Linked DNA regions of Ovis aries: region 2 is linked to region 1. The links are chromatin contacts, called in public Hi-C maps. All regions are on one chromosome and are shown on one strand. Each heading gives the region's core, a stretch centred on a gene start, on an enhancer-like site or on the middle of the called end of the contact. The rest is flanking DNA. Distances are from core to core; before and after follow the strand shown.

What was found. A called contact is a pair of places that touch in the nucleus more often than the background predicts.
Region 2: a Hi-C map of hypothalamus shows a contact between it and region 1, with 7 times the contacts expected there. The contact joins the promoter of MMADHC here to the promoter of RIF1 in region 1. A contact is called at or near these places in 2 of 16 Hi-C or Micro-C datasets (hypothalamus and omental adipose tissue).

Annotation. Positions count from the first base shown.
Region 1 is chr2:158,107,913-158,113,857 of ARS-UI_Ramb_v3.0, reverse strand. It overlaps RIF1 (replication timing regulatory factor 1), which reads left to right and starts at 3,593. Exons shown (of 35, transcript XM_060409973.1): 1 at 3,593-3,645; 2 at 4,096-4,209; 3 at 5,164-5,242. The coding sequence starts at 4,106.
Region 2 is chr2:159,883,286-159,889,230 of ARS-UI_Ramb_v3.0, reverse strand. It overlaps MMADHC (metabolism of cobalamin associated D), which reads right to left and starts at 2,718. Exons shown (of 8, transcript XM_012137855.3): 1 at 2,655-2,718; 2 at 2,084-2,143. The coding sequence starts at 2,092. It overlaps LOC121818714 (a long non-coding RNA gene), which reads left to right and starts at 2,866. Exons shown (of 9, transcript XR_009599342.1): 1 at 2,866-3,033.

The sequences.
Region 1 (5,945 bases), core at 2,344-4,843:
CATCACTTCATGGGAAATAAATAGGGAAACAATTGAAACAGTGTCTGACTTTATTTTTTTGGGCTCCAAAATCACTGCAGATGGTGATTGCAGCCATGAAATTAAAAGACACTTACTCCTTGGAAGCAAAGCTATGACCAACTTTAGTTCAGTTCAGTTCAGTCACTCAGTTGTGTCCGACTCTTTGTGACCCTGTGAATTGCAGCACGCCAGGCCTCTCTGTCCATCACCAACTCCCGGAGTTCACGCAGACTCACGTCCATCGAGTCAGTGATGCCATCCAGCCATCTCACCCTCTGTCGTCCCCTTCTCCTGCCCTCAATCCCTCCCAACATCAGCGTCTTTTCCAATGAGTCAACTCTTCGCATAACGTGGCCAAAGTACTGGAGCTTCAGCTTTAGCATCATTCCTTCCAAAGAAATCCCAGGGCTGATATCCTTCAGAATGGATTGGTTGGATCTCCTTGCAGTCCAAAGGACTCTCAAGAGTCTTTTCCAACACCACAGTTCAAAAGCATCAATTCTTCAGCACTCAGCCTTTTCACAGTCCAACTCTCACATCCATACATGACCACAGGAAAAACCATAGCCTTGACTAGACGGACCTTAGTCGGCAAAGTAATGTCTCTGCTCTTCAATGTGCTATCTAGGTTGGTCATAACTTTTCTTCCAAGGAGTAAGCGTCTTTTAATTTCACGGCTGCAATCACCATCTGCAGTGATTTTGGAGCCCCCAAAATAAAGTCTGACACTGTTTCCACTGTTTCCCCATCTATTTCCTATGAAGTGATGGGACCGTGCAAGACCTTCATGTTCTGAGGAGAGACAGAGATACAGGATTTGGAGAGGCAGAGAAGATAGAAATTAGTTGAATGAATAGATGAAAGATGGATGAGTTAATACATGGACAAATTGATAAACTAAAACAAAATATCCTCTGGGTGTCTGGTAATATAAAGTTCAGTGGGAGCCAGTTCATGGTGGTTGCTTCAGAATTCCTATAATAGAGAAGCTTGGGTATAGCAGTCTAGTTGGAAAGATGTCTGGAGAAGGGTCTATGTGATGAATGAGATTTGTCTAGACAAAGCTGCAATATCTTAGTATTGATACTTTAGATCAGACTGAGAAAATACCAAAGAACAGGGAGGGGGCAATGATTGAGATAATGGCTGGAACAATACCCCTCAGGCTAACCTGCAAATCTTCCACTTCAGGCATATGTAAGATAATTAAACAGGTTTACATACAAAGAGCTATCAGCAGGGAGAAAGTGAAAGTGAAAGTGAAGTTCCTCAGTCATGTCTGGCTCTGCGACCCTGTGGACTATAGCCCACCAGGCTCCTCAGTCCATGGGATTCTCCAGGCAAGAATACTGGAGTGGGTTGCCATTTCCTTCTCAAGCGCATGACCCAGGGATCGAACTCAGGTCTCCCACATTGCAGGCAGACGCTTTAACCTCTGAGCCAGCAGGGAGATAACATTTAATTCTCCATTGGGATGAAGGAGATAAGGGAAGGATTTCATTAAAAGGTATATTTTAGTTGACATTTATCACACTTAAAAAATTGACTTAATGTTCTAAACACAAAGAATAACATAGACCTTCAAAGGCACAGAAAATTTACAGATTTTGGCAGATTGTTTAGTATCTGGCTGAAGCGGGGCTCAGGCTGGAGGTGAAGCAGTGTTATGCCAAGAATTTTGAAATTCATCCTGTGATTGATGGGAACTGCTAAAGGATCTCGGGTGTGAGAGTGACAATGATAAAATATTACAAAACATCTCAGGAAGAGCATGGTTGTACACACTTGAAAGAGGAGCAAGAAGACCATCTCAACCTCTTTAATTATAAATGAGGAATTAGGGAAAAAAAAAGAATAAAACAAAGGCCCTATACACATAGGATTGATATTCTAGTAGGGAGAAACAGACAATTAAAAAAATAGATACACAATGAAATATCAGAGTGTGATAAGTGTTAGAAAGAAGAGAAAAACCGAGCAAGGCACACCAGCTGGGTGGAGGTACTGAATATTTGTCTCCAGACAAAGTTAATGTTTTTTCCACTAATCTCATAGCCTTCATAAAAAATAACAGGATTTCAAGATCCTCTCTCTTTCCAACACAAGAGCTCCACAATACTGAAATCTCAATGCAATGCAATGCTGTCCATATATTTCAGTCTAATAACCTCTTTCCCTTCTTAAGTATCTGTGTTTTGCCAAAATGCAGAAAATGAGCAAATTTCCCTCCAAATGTTTAAGGATTTGCTATCAGACTGCATTGAAAAGCTTTCTCCTCCATTATGTCTGAAGTGTCTCTACATTTCATCCACACACAACTTTAAACTATTTCTTAAAATCTTTAATTTCCACAGCTTGGCTCACAAGGACTTGTGTGTCTCCTCTCTTTTCCTTCATCTTTTTGTTTAAGAAACACGCTCTGAGAGCTTGGTTTGGCAGACGCTTTGCTAGGTGCAGATAACACAGCCCTGAATTCAGTCCAGCTGATAGTTGTACAGTGTGGATAAGTAGAGGCTGCACCCATGAGACCAGGGTGGAAAGACCAGTTGCTCTTGGGCCTTACATGCCTATTTTAAAGTTGATACAATTTTGAGTGCTCAAAGGTCTATAAAGAGGGTAAGGACTTTCATTCCCCGGTGGCTCAGACGGTAAAGAGTGAGGGAGACCTGGGTTCGATCCCTGGGTTGGGAAGATCCCCTGGAGAAGGAAATGGCAACCCATTCCAGTACTCTTGCCTGGAAAATTCCATGGACTGAGGAGCTTGGTAGGCTACAGTCCATGGGGTCGCAAAGAGTCGGACACGACTGAGCGACTTCACTTTCAAGGACTTTTATTAAGGGTATAAGGTTCTCCAAGTATTAAGTCTCCAAGTGTTAAGTGTTAATCAAGTCCCACCCTTCAACACCTGAGGCCAATTAGAAGAATGTCGATCCTAAATCAACTGAATCACAATATCTAAGGCTGGAGGGGGTGGGGAGCAGACGCTGGCAGTTGAATCGTGAATATGCTCCCGGCCATTGTTGCTGCTGCTGCACTGTACACTTAAAACATGAGAGCCTCTGGCCTCTTCAACGTTTTCTCACTTAGCTTTCACCTGAAATCGGTACTATTATCATCCATATTGTACACAGGAGGAAGTTGAGGCATAAAAAAGTTGATTAACTTGCCAAGGTAACGCGGAACTAGGGTTGGAATCTAGACGAACCTAAACGCTGCTGGTAAATATCACAGTACAGTTATCTCCTGTCGTTAAATGATTTGTTGCTAATACTTCAACAAATACTGGACTTGCAGTTTGAAGATCCACTAAATTTAGTCTGGTGAACTTGGCGATCCGCTTACATTTTGAATTTCAAGTCTCTAGAAGGTAAAATTTGGGTCCAACCTCCTTCTCCATCCCACAAGGTGACCTGAGGGGTAGGGAGGGACAACAGGCGGGGAAGGGAGGGACAACAGGCGGGGAAGGGAGGCGATCGATGATTTGGGCACTCCGCCCCCTGTTGGATTGGCTCGAGCCTCTCCCGCTAGGCCTGTTTTACTCCCGCGCGCTCCGGGGCCCGCCCCCGCCGCCATCTTGGTCGAGGACCGAGCGGGCCGCACGCGGGAGTAAACAGCCCGAACCGGGTAAGTGGAGCTGTGGCCACGTCCGGGTGCTGCAGGGCAGCGGCGGAGACGACGCAGGCCTATCCTCGTACGTCGGGGTGAATGCTGGGGTTTCAGTGCCAGGCTGCGGGGAACCTTCAGCCTGGTCAATCTCCGCCCCCTCGCGGCGAGACGCTTCGTTCCCCGGGCTTCTCCCGCCCCCCGCTGGTCTCCTCCCCCTGTTGAAAGCTGCCCGGGAAAGTGGTGGCGGGAGCGGGTCGGGACCGGAGCGCAGCGTGGCTCTGGGTGCGTGTTGCGGCGCTCAGGGGAAGGTTAGGCCTTTGGCTTTGTGCGCCAGAGGCCCCGGTGTGGACGCGGTGGGGCTGTGAGCCCGCGGCGGGAGCGCGGGTCTGGGACCCGGACTAACGCCGGGCCGCCCGGGTCGGTTTCCAGCGGTCACCGAATTGTCTGCTCTTCCGGTCCGGGCCTCAGGGTGGCCGACATGACGGCCGCGGATCAGAGCCCCCTGGCACCGCTGTTGGAGACTTTGGAAGACCCTTCCGCCTCCCTTGGAGAGCAGACCGACGCTTACCTGACCCTGACCAGGTGAGGCCTGTTGGGGGTGGGGCACCCTGGGGGGTCGTGGGGGGAAGACAGTCTGGGTGCTGCACGCCGAACGAGTTTGTGTATTCAAGAAGCCTGGGAGCTGGCGGGGGGACGCCGGCGTCGCTGGTGAGGCGAGGTGGGGTGGGGGGTGCGTGCTGGGTGACATTCCGGGGTGCAGGTGCTGCAGCCCTTCAACGGTGTCTGTTTGGAATGAGGAAGCCTGCACGTGTGTCTTGTAAGAGGAGGATTAAGAAAAGTTTGGGAGGGATTTGGCCAGAGAAGTGGTTTTTCAGTGTAAGCCACCTGTATTTCGGGACAGTGGGGAAACCCGGAATTGGTTTTTTAATATAGAGCAATAACTCGAGTTTTATTTAACCGCAAGTGCTTCACACTATTTTCTCCCCTGCAGACTATTTTTCCGAGTTATCTGTCGGTTGTTTGGAAATCGATACAAAACGATAAGTGTTTAGTAAGTTTTAGTAAATTTGTAACTAGCGATAGGTTTCCTTGTTTCTTCTTCACCTAGTGAAGCTGTCAAAACGTGTACTGTGTGGATGCCCAAGTTATTCTGAGGCTTATTCACGTTTAGTTGTTGTTTAGTCGCTAAGTTGTGTCGAACTCTTTGCGACCCCATGGACTGTAGCCCACTCTATCCATGGGATTTTCCAGTCAGGAATACCGGAGTGTGTTGTCATTTCCTTCTCCAGGGAATCTTCCCGAGCCAGGGATCGAACCCACGTCTCCTGCATTGGCAGGCAGATTCTTTACTGCTGAGCCATCAGGGAAGCTTCACTTATTTCAGATGTGTATCATATTAAATATTCCTAAGTATCTTAAGTACTGGATCAATTTGCCAATGTTCTAACATGATGTTTAAAAAGATTGTGCAGGTATTTCATAGTTCATTTTTGTGTCTGCCAATTGCATAAACTTAATGTTCTTTCTGCTTTTAAGTCGTATGACTGGAGAAGATGGAAAAGAAATCATTACAGAAATTGAGAAAAAACTTCCTCAGCTATTTAAAGTTTTAAAGGTACATATCTTTGTTGTAAATAGTAAATAGTTTTTTTTTACTTTGGGGGGGTAAGATTTTGCTAACTAACTCAAAAACTTTGACTCTAACATAAAATAACAGCAGGGTTATTATAGTACTATTTGAGGACTTGCAATGTATCAAGTGATGTCTAATTTTCTTGTTTTCTCTTACGTAATCCTCCCTGTCCAGCTGAGGCTCCTCTTTAATCCGCGCTTTGCAGAAGAAATTAGTTCAACGCGTGTAAATTTAGTTGTGGTGACCACTTGAGTCCAAAACTTTCACTCTTAATATAACAGTGCTTCTAAATGGTTCTATAGTTTTGTCTTTGATCTACTGTGTTGGTAACATTCATTGTTTTATCTTCACTCACCCATATTTCTGCTATTCTTACTTGGTTAAAAAACAGTTATTATGCTTATCTTGTTTGCTTGTTTATAGGGAGGTTGTGTAGTTTAGCATCAAACTGAGGACATATATTCTTGTCCTAAATTTCCTTGTTTTTGGAATGAACAGGTTGAACTAAATCTCCAAAGTCCCTTTGAGTTGTTATTTTTATAACCCTGTTTTTGTGCTTCTATGTGGAAGTACTCTAAAGATGTTTATTGCACACTTAAACATTGTTTTTGACTAAATAATTGAGGCACTGGGGATACTGCCTTGCCTAACCTTAAATATTCTTATAGCTTTCAGTTCTTTTTGT
Region 2 (5,945 bases), core at 1,469-3,968, 1.8 Mb before region 1:
AAAGTTTCATGGAGGATATACCGGGTTGTGAAGAAACAGAAATTTAGGCACTCATTTCAATGAAGCCCTTTTAGGAAGAAAGGTATGGAGGTCGTTTTCCAAGAGTGACAGGTTCACTGAAGGTGGATGTTAAGTAATGCAGTAAAGAACAGGCTTGAAATTTAACTTATGAGCAACTATAAGAGGCTTTATATTTTGTGATACAGACAGGAAAGGGCCTATTACAAGATAATAAATCAGAATTTTAACCTGTAGGCAGGGAGGAAGAGAGTTAACTGATCAAAATAAAAGATGTTTTAAGGAATGTACAACTACGGGTAGAGGAGAGAAAGGAGTGGGATTAGAGAGGTGGTATGAAAACTAGTTACCGGGAGGCTGAAATAGTCTAGCCAATTGATACTTTGGAATCATTCTTTTTCCCTTTCATATAGTATTCTGAAATCCAACCTGTGTGTTCTTTGATTGGTCTTTCTACCGCTGACAGAATTTCTTACTAATTTTATCTTCCCTTCTCTTACTCCACTTTTCAGTCACATAAAAATACCTACCCAACATTTCCACATTTCTGTCTTTAATACTGCGTAAGATTTCTTCCACTAAAAGCCGTTTTCCTTCTCCTCTTAGGTCGGACAAATTCCAACTCTTTCCTCAACATCCAGATAAATTGAACCTCCTCCAGATGTCTCCAAAATGCAAGGCCTGTTTCCAGAGCATTCTGTCCACCTGAACACTTAAGCATCCTCCCCTGGCCCTACAGTCTCATCATTAGATTATTACTTGATGTATCACATTCAACTACAAGAATACAATCCTGGGTAACTGTTACGTTACCATGTTAGTTTTCCTAACACACAACTCTAATTAAATCACCAAAATTTAAAGAATAAAGTCCAAATTACCAAGTCTATCATTCAAAACTCTTTGCTGGTGGTTTAGTTGCTAAGTCGCGTCCGACTCTTTGTGACCCCACGGACTGTAACCCAACAGGCTCCTCTGTCCGTTGGATTTCCTAAGCAAGAATACTTGAGTGGGTTGCCATTTCTTACTCCAGGGGATCTTCCTGACCCGGGGATGGAACCCGAGTTTCCTGCTTTGCAGGAATATTCTGTACCACTGAGCCACCTGGGAAAGCCCCAAGATTCTTGCTGCTGCTGTTGCTAAGTCGCTCCAGTCGTGTCCAACTCTGTGCGACCCCACAGACGGCTGCCCACCAGGCTCCCCTGTCCCTGGGATTTTCCAGTTAAGAGTACTGGAGTGGGTTGCCACTGCCTTCTCCGAAGACCCTTGTTACTTGATCCTAAATCCACAATCCAACCTTATTTCCCACTCATCTTTTTCACATATCTTACATTCAAGAAGACAGAAATGACTTCTTGATTTCTGAAGGAGGGTGGGGTGGGGGGCTGGGGGTATCTTTGAATATACCCGTTCTGGGTGAGATTTAGATAATCTCACCCATCTTTTAAAATTCAAATGTTTCTCTGATTAAATGAACCCAAACCCCCACTTTCCCCTCTCCACAAAGCTCTGAATCTGTATTGTACCTCTGTGTAACTTTTAAAATTAGTTTCTACTCTTACTGTAATAGTTTTCATGTATGTTTTATGATCCCTATGGCACGATGCGTTTAAGAAATCACTGGACAGTTACCGTGAATAAATACCTCTGGCCTATGAGAATAATCTCTCCTGCTCTCATTTTGTAGTTATTTGTAAGGTTACTTCCTATACTAAAACTGCTACAAAACCTACCCAAACAGAAACCGGCTTAAAAATAGATTCTAAGTATTTACGAAAATAATTTCTTTTAAAATTACCCAAAGGATGCTGGCACTGAATTTATTTCTCAAAAGGAATTTGCATAAATAAATAAAAGTATTGAGAAACATGTTTGTTTTCAGGCTACCGTCAAGGCATATTGACCTAATTTCACACCCCTTGTTTCCCTTGACATTTTTGATTCTCTAAGTACAAGAAACATTATGCCATCGATGCCATTATAATTAAACCCGCCCCTCCATTTCTTAACGAGTTCCCAAAATAATTTATTACTGTACTGCTTCTTAAGAGACTAATTTACTCACATTGGCCATTTCTGGCGGAAAGGGCAGACGAAAATTATCTTCCCTTTTGTAAAGTTATTCCTGGGAAAGGACAAAACAAAACAGGCCGGTGACGGATTAAGCTCTAACAACAGATCACTGGGGTAATGTCCACCATCGTCTACTGGGTGTCCCTTCTTCCGCGACAGGACCAAAGTCCAAGCTGTCCCCGGACCCCAGGAGACCGGGATTCGCCTCCTGCCCCCACAGGGCACAAGTCGCTGCCCACAGGAGGCCTTGCAGTTCTCAGCCCGCCCGGTGTGTCTGCGGAAGACAACTCCGACTAGATCCGGGGGAGGAAAGAGGGGCCGTCCACCAGGATGGAGTCCTGAGGCTCCAAGTAGGTATTTTAACACCGATCAAGGTTCTAAACAAGCTGTGAGCAAAGGTTCCAGCAAGGATGAAGGTTGAGGAAGCGAAAAAGATCCTAACGACAGAGTGACAGGACCGGGGACAGCGACAGGGGCCCTGTGAGTATAGGGGCAACACCCAGAGCTGTGGCCCAAAGATGGGCAGATCTGGAGGGGCTAACGCGGGCGGAAACCGTCCGTACCAGTCGCCGCCGCCACAGCCGCCTCCAGCGGTCCCAGGCCCGTAACTCTTCCCGTCTTCAAAATGGCGGCGCGACGGCAGAGGGAGTAGCGCTGACGCTGGCAGTGACCAGACTGAAGAAGTTGCTTTCGAGCGCATGGATGGGAATGATCCTCGAGCCGATGCTGCGCACGCGCACGGGAGGCCCACGTAGCACCGCCCTTTCATTGGCTAGTCCACCGCCCCCACGTACGAGGAGGAAAGGTGAGGTGTGGCTAAGGACTTGTGGGCTGGAGGTCAAGGCTCCAGAGCTGCGTTCGGCACTCATTTAATTTCGATCATTAACTCACCGATGTATTTGAAAGCCTCCTCTTGCCCCAAGACTTTATTGCTCAAAGGAGGTACGGTTTTCTGTTCTTTGTATCAATTTTTTTTTAAATTTCGAAAATAACTTTTTGAGAATAGAGCACTTTTTCCCTTTATGTGCCAGACTTTTAATAGGCGCAATAAATATATATCCCACGACGTATTTATAAGGAGTATACACTTTAAAATTTTTATTTTTAATTGAAGGATAATTGTTTTACAGTACTGTGTTGATTTCTGCCAAACATCAACATGAATCAGCCATAGGTATAACCGATGTCCCCTCCTTCTTGAACCTCCCTCCCACTTGCCTTCTCATCCCACTTCTCTAGGTTGTTACAAAGCCAAGGTTTGAGATCCCTGAGTCATATAGAAAATTCCCATTGGCTGTCTATTTTACATATGGTAATGTATGTTTCCATGTTACTGTGTCTATCCATCCCTCCCTCTCCTTCCTCCCCACCTCCCCTGAGTTCTGTCCATAAGTCTGTTCTCTGTGTCTGTGTGTCCACTGCTGTCCTGCAAATAATTTCATCAGTACCGTCTTTCTAGATTCCATATATCTGCATTAGTATATGATATTTGTTTTTCTCTTTCTGACTTCACACTGTATAATAGGCTCTGTATAATAGGTTCAACCACCTCCATTAGAACTGAAGAGTATATCATTTTAATTTGTCATTTGTATTTTACAAAGTTAACTGAAGTCCATACTTTATTCATACTGGTATTTTTTGATGGGTCATGTTGGGCAAGTTAGTCTCTTTATGCTTTTAGTATCCTCTCTTCTAAAATGGGAATAATGTAATAATAGTGTGCAACTCATAGTTCATGAATATTAAATCAGTTAATATGTAGCTAACACATCATTGGAAGGACTGATGCTGAGGCTGAAACTCCAGTACTTTGGCCACCTCATGCGAAGAGTTGACTCACTGGAAAAGACCCTGATGCTGGGAGGGGTTGGGGGCAGGAGGAGAAGGTGACGACAGAGGATGAGATGTCTGGATGGCATCACCGACTCAATGCACATGAGTTTGAGTGAACTATGGGAGTTGGTGATGGACAGGGAGGCCTGGCATGCTGTGATTCATGGAGTCGCAAAGAGTCAGACACGACTGAGCGACTGAACTGAACTAAACTGAACTGAACACATGTAGCATGCGTATGCACACACAGACACACACACACCAGTGAGCTGAGCACACACACCCCAGTGAGCTGAGTATTTGAGTTACTTACAACTCATTCTTTTTTCATTCCTGATCATTTCACCTTCAAGTCAGCTTACTAGTCCAGGTTATATAACATGATTTTTGGTTGAATGATGATTATAAGCTTTTTGAGACTGGGAACCATATGCTATTCATCTTTGCCAGGATAGAAAATCACCTGTCAGATGGAGGTGGGAGTGAACAGCAGTATGGCAGGAGGCTGTCAGGAGTAACTTCATAGAGTAGGTGATGCTTGATCAGCATTTTGAAAGATGAGTAGTTGTTTGTATGAATGCCAAGAAAAGACATTACAGGGGTGAGGACCTTCAGTCAAAGGAAGCAGTGTGGACAGAGATACAGAATCCAAAACACTATGGGCAGTTGAGGATATCCACAAATAATCAAATGATTGAGTTGGAGGTAGACAGGGGCCAGATCATAGTCAGTCTTCAGGGAACTATTAAGGTAGATGTAATCCTGGAAGCGACGGATTACTGGGCAAATTTAAGCCATCATGGCATTATCAGATATGTGTCTTGGGAAGATCCTTGGGCTTCAGTATACAGGATAGGTTGGAAGAATGTGGAATTGGACCTGGAGCAAGTGGTTAAGAGACTATTGCTGTGCCCATGAGAAAGAATATGACACCCTGAATTAAGGGCGGGGGCAAAGTTGAGGAATCAGGACTGTGTAGCTGTCCATTGGTTGCAGACAAGGTAAAGGACACATTGAAGATGGTTCCTACATTTTTGACTTAGGATTCTTGGTGACTCGAGTTGCTTTTGCTGAGATTGGGAATCCAGGAATATGAATTTGTGGAATGTATGCTGTGTGGTGGCACTCGTATAGGGATTTTTCCATTCTTTAATTCTCATAACAATCCAGAAAAGGGACATACTATTATCCTCATGTTAAATATGAAGAAATTAAAGCACAAATGGCTTACGTATATTTCTCAAGCTGCCAGGGCTGGATTTAAATCTCAGTCTGTTAGGTTTAAAAATAGTGTTTTCTTTCCCATAGGTGTTGTCTCCTAGGAAGAAAATAGGTTTTAGGGGAATGATAATGAATTTGGCTTGGGATATCTTGAATTCTGAGATGCCAGAGGGGCATTCATATGTAGTTGTTAGTAAGTTATTGGACAGTAGGCCTGTTGCTCAGGAAAGTGGTTTATGTGGGAGACAGAGATTAGAGAGTCATTGACGTATGGGTAGCAGTTAAAGCCATAGGAACTCCTTAACCTGGAGTTCAACAGTGGGCTTTAAGAGAAAAAGGTCTGTGAAACTCCTGAAAATGTATGCAAATTTTTGTATATTTGTAAGCAGATCCATTTCCACCCCCTAGGAAGTCAGCCCATAGCTTCTTCAGATTCTTAAAGTTCATGAGTGAAAGGATCAAGAACCACTAGTGTAGCGTGTAAAAGAAAAAGGGCAAAAGTCAGAAGATTAGGTTATATACATGAAAGGGGCAGTGGAAAAAAAACTAGTAATAGAGACTGAAAATTTTCAGTTAGAGGGTAAAAGGAAATCAAGAGAGAGTGTTCTAGGCATGAAGATAATTGCTCAGGTATATTCAGTTCAATTCAGTCGCTCAGTCGTGTCCGACTCTTTGCAACCCCATGAATTGCAGCACGCCAAGCCTCCCTGTCCATCACCAACTCCTGGAGTTCACTCAGACTCACATCCATTGAGTCAGTGATGCCATCCAGCCATCTCATCCTCTGTCGTCCCCTT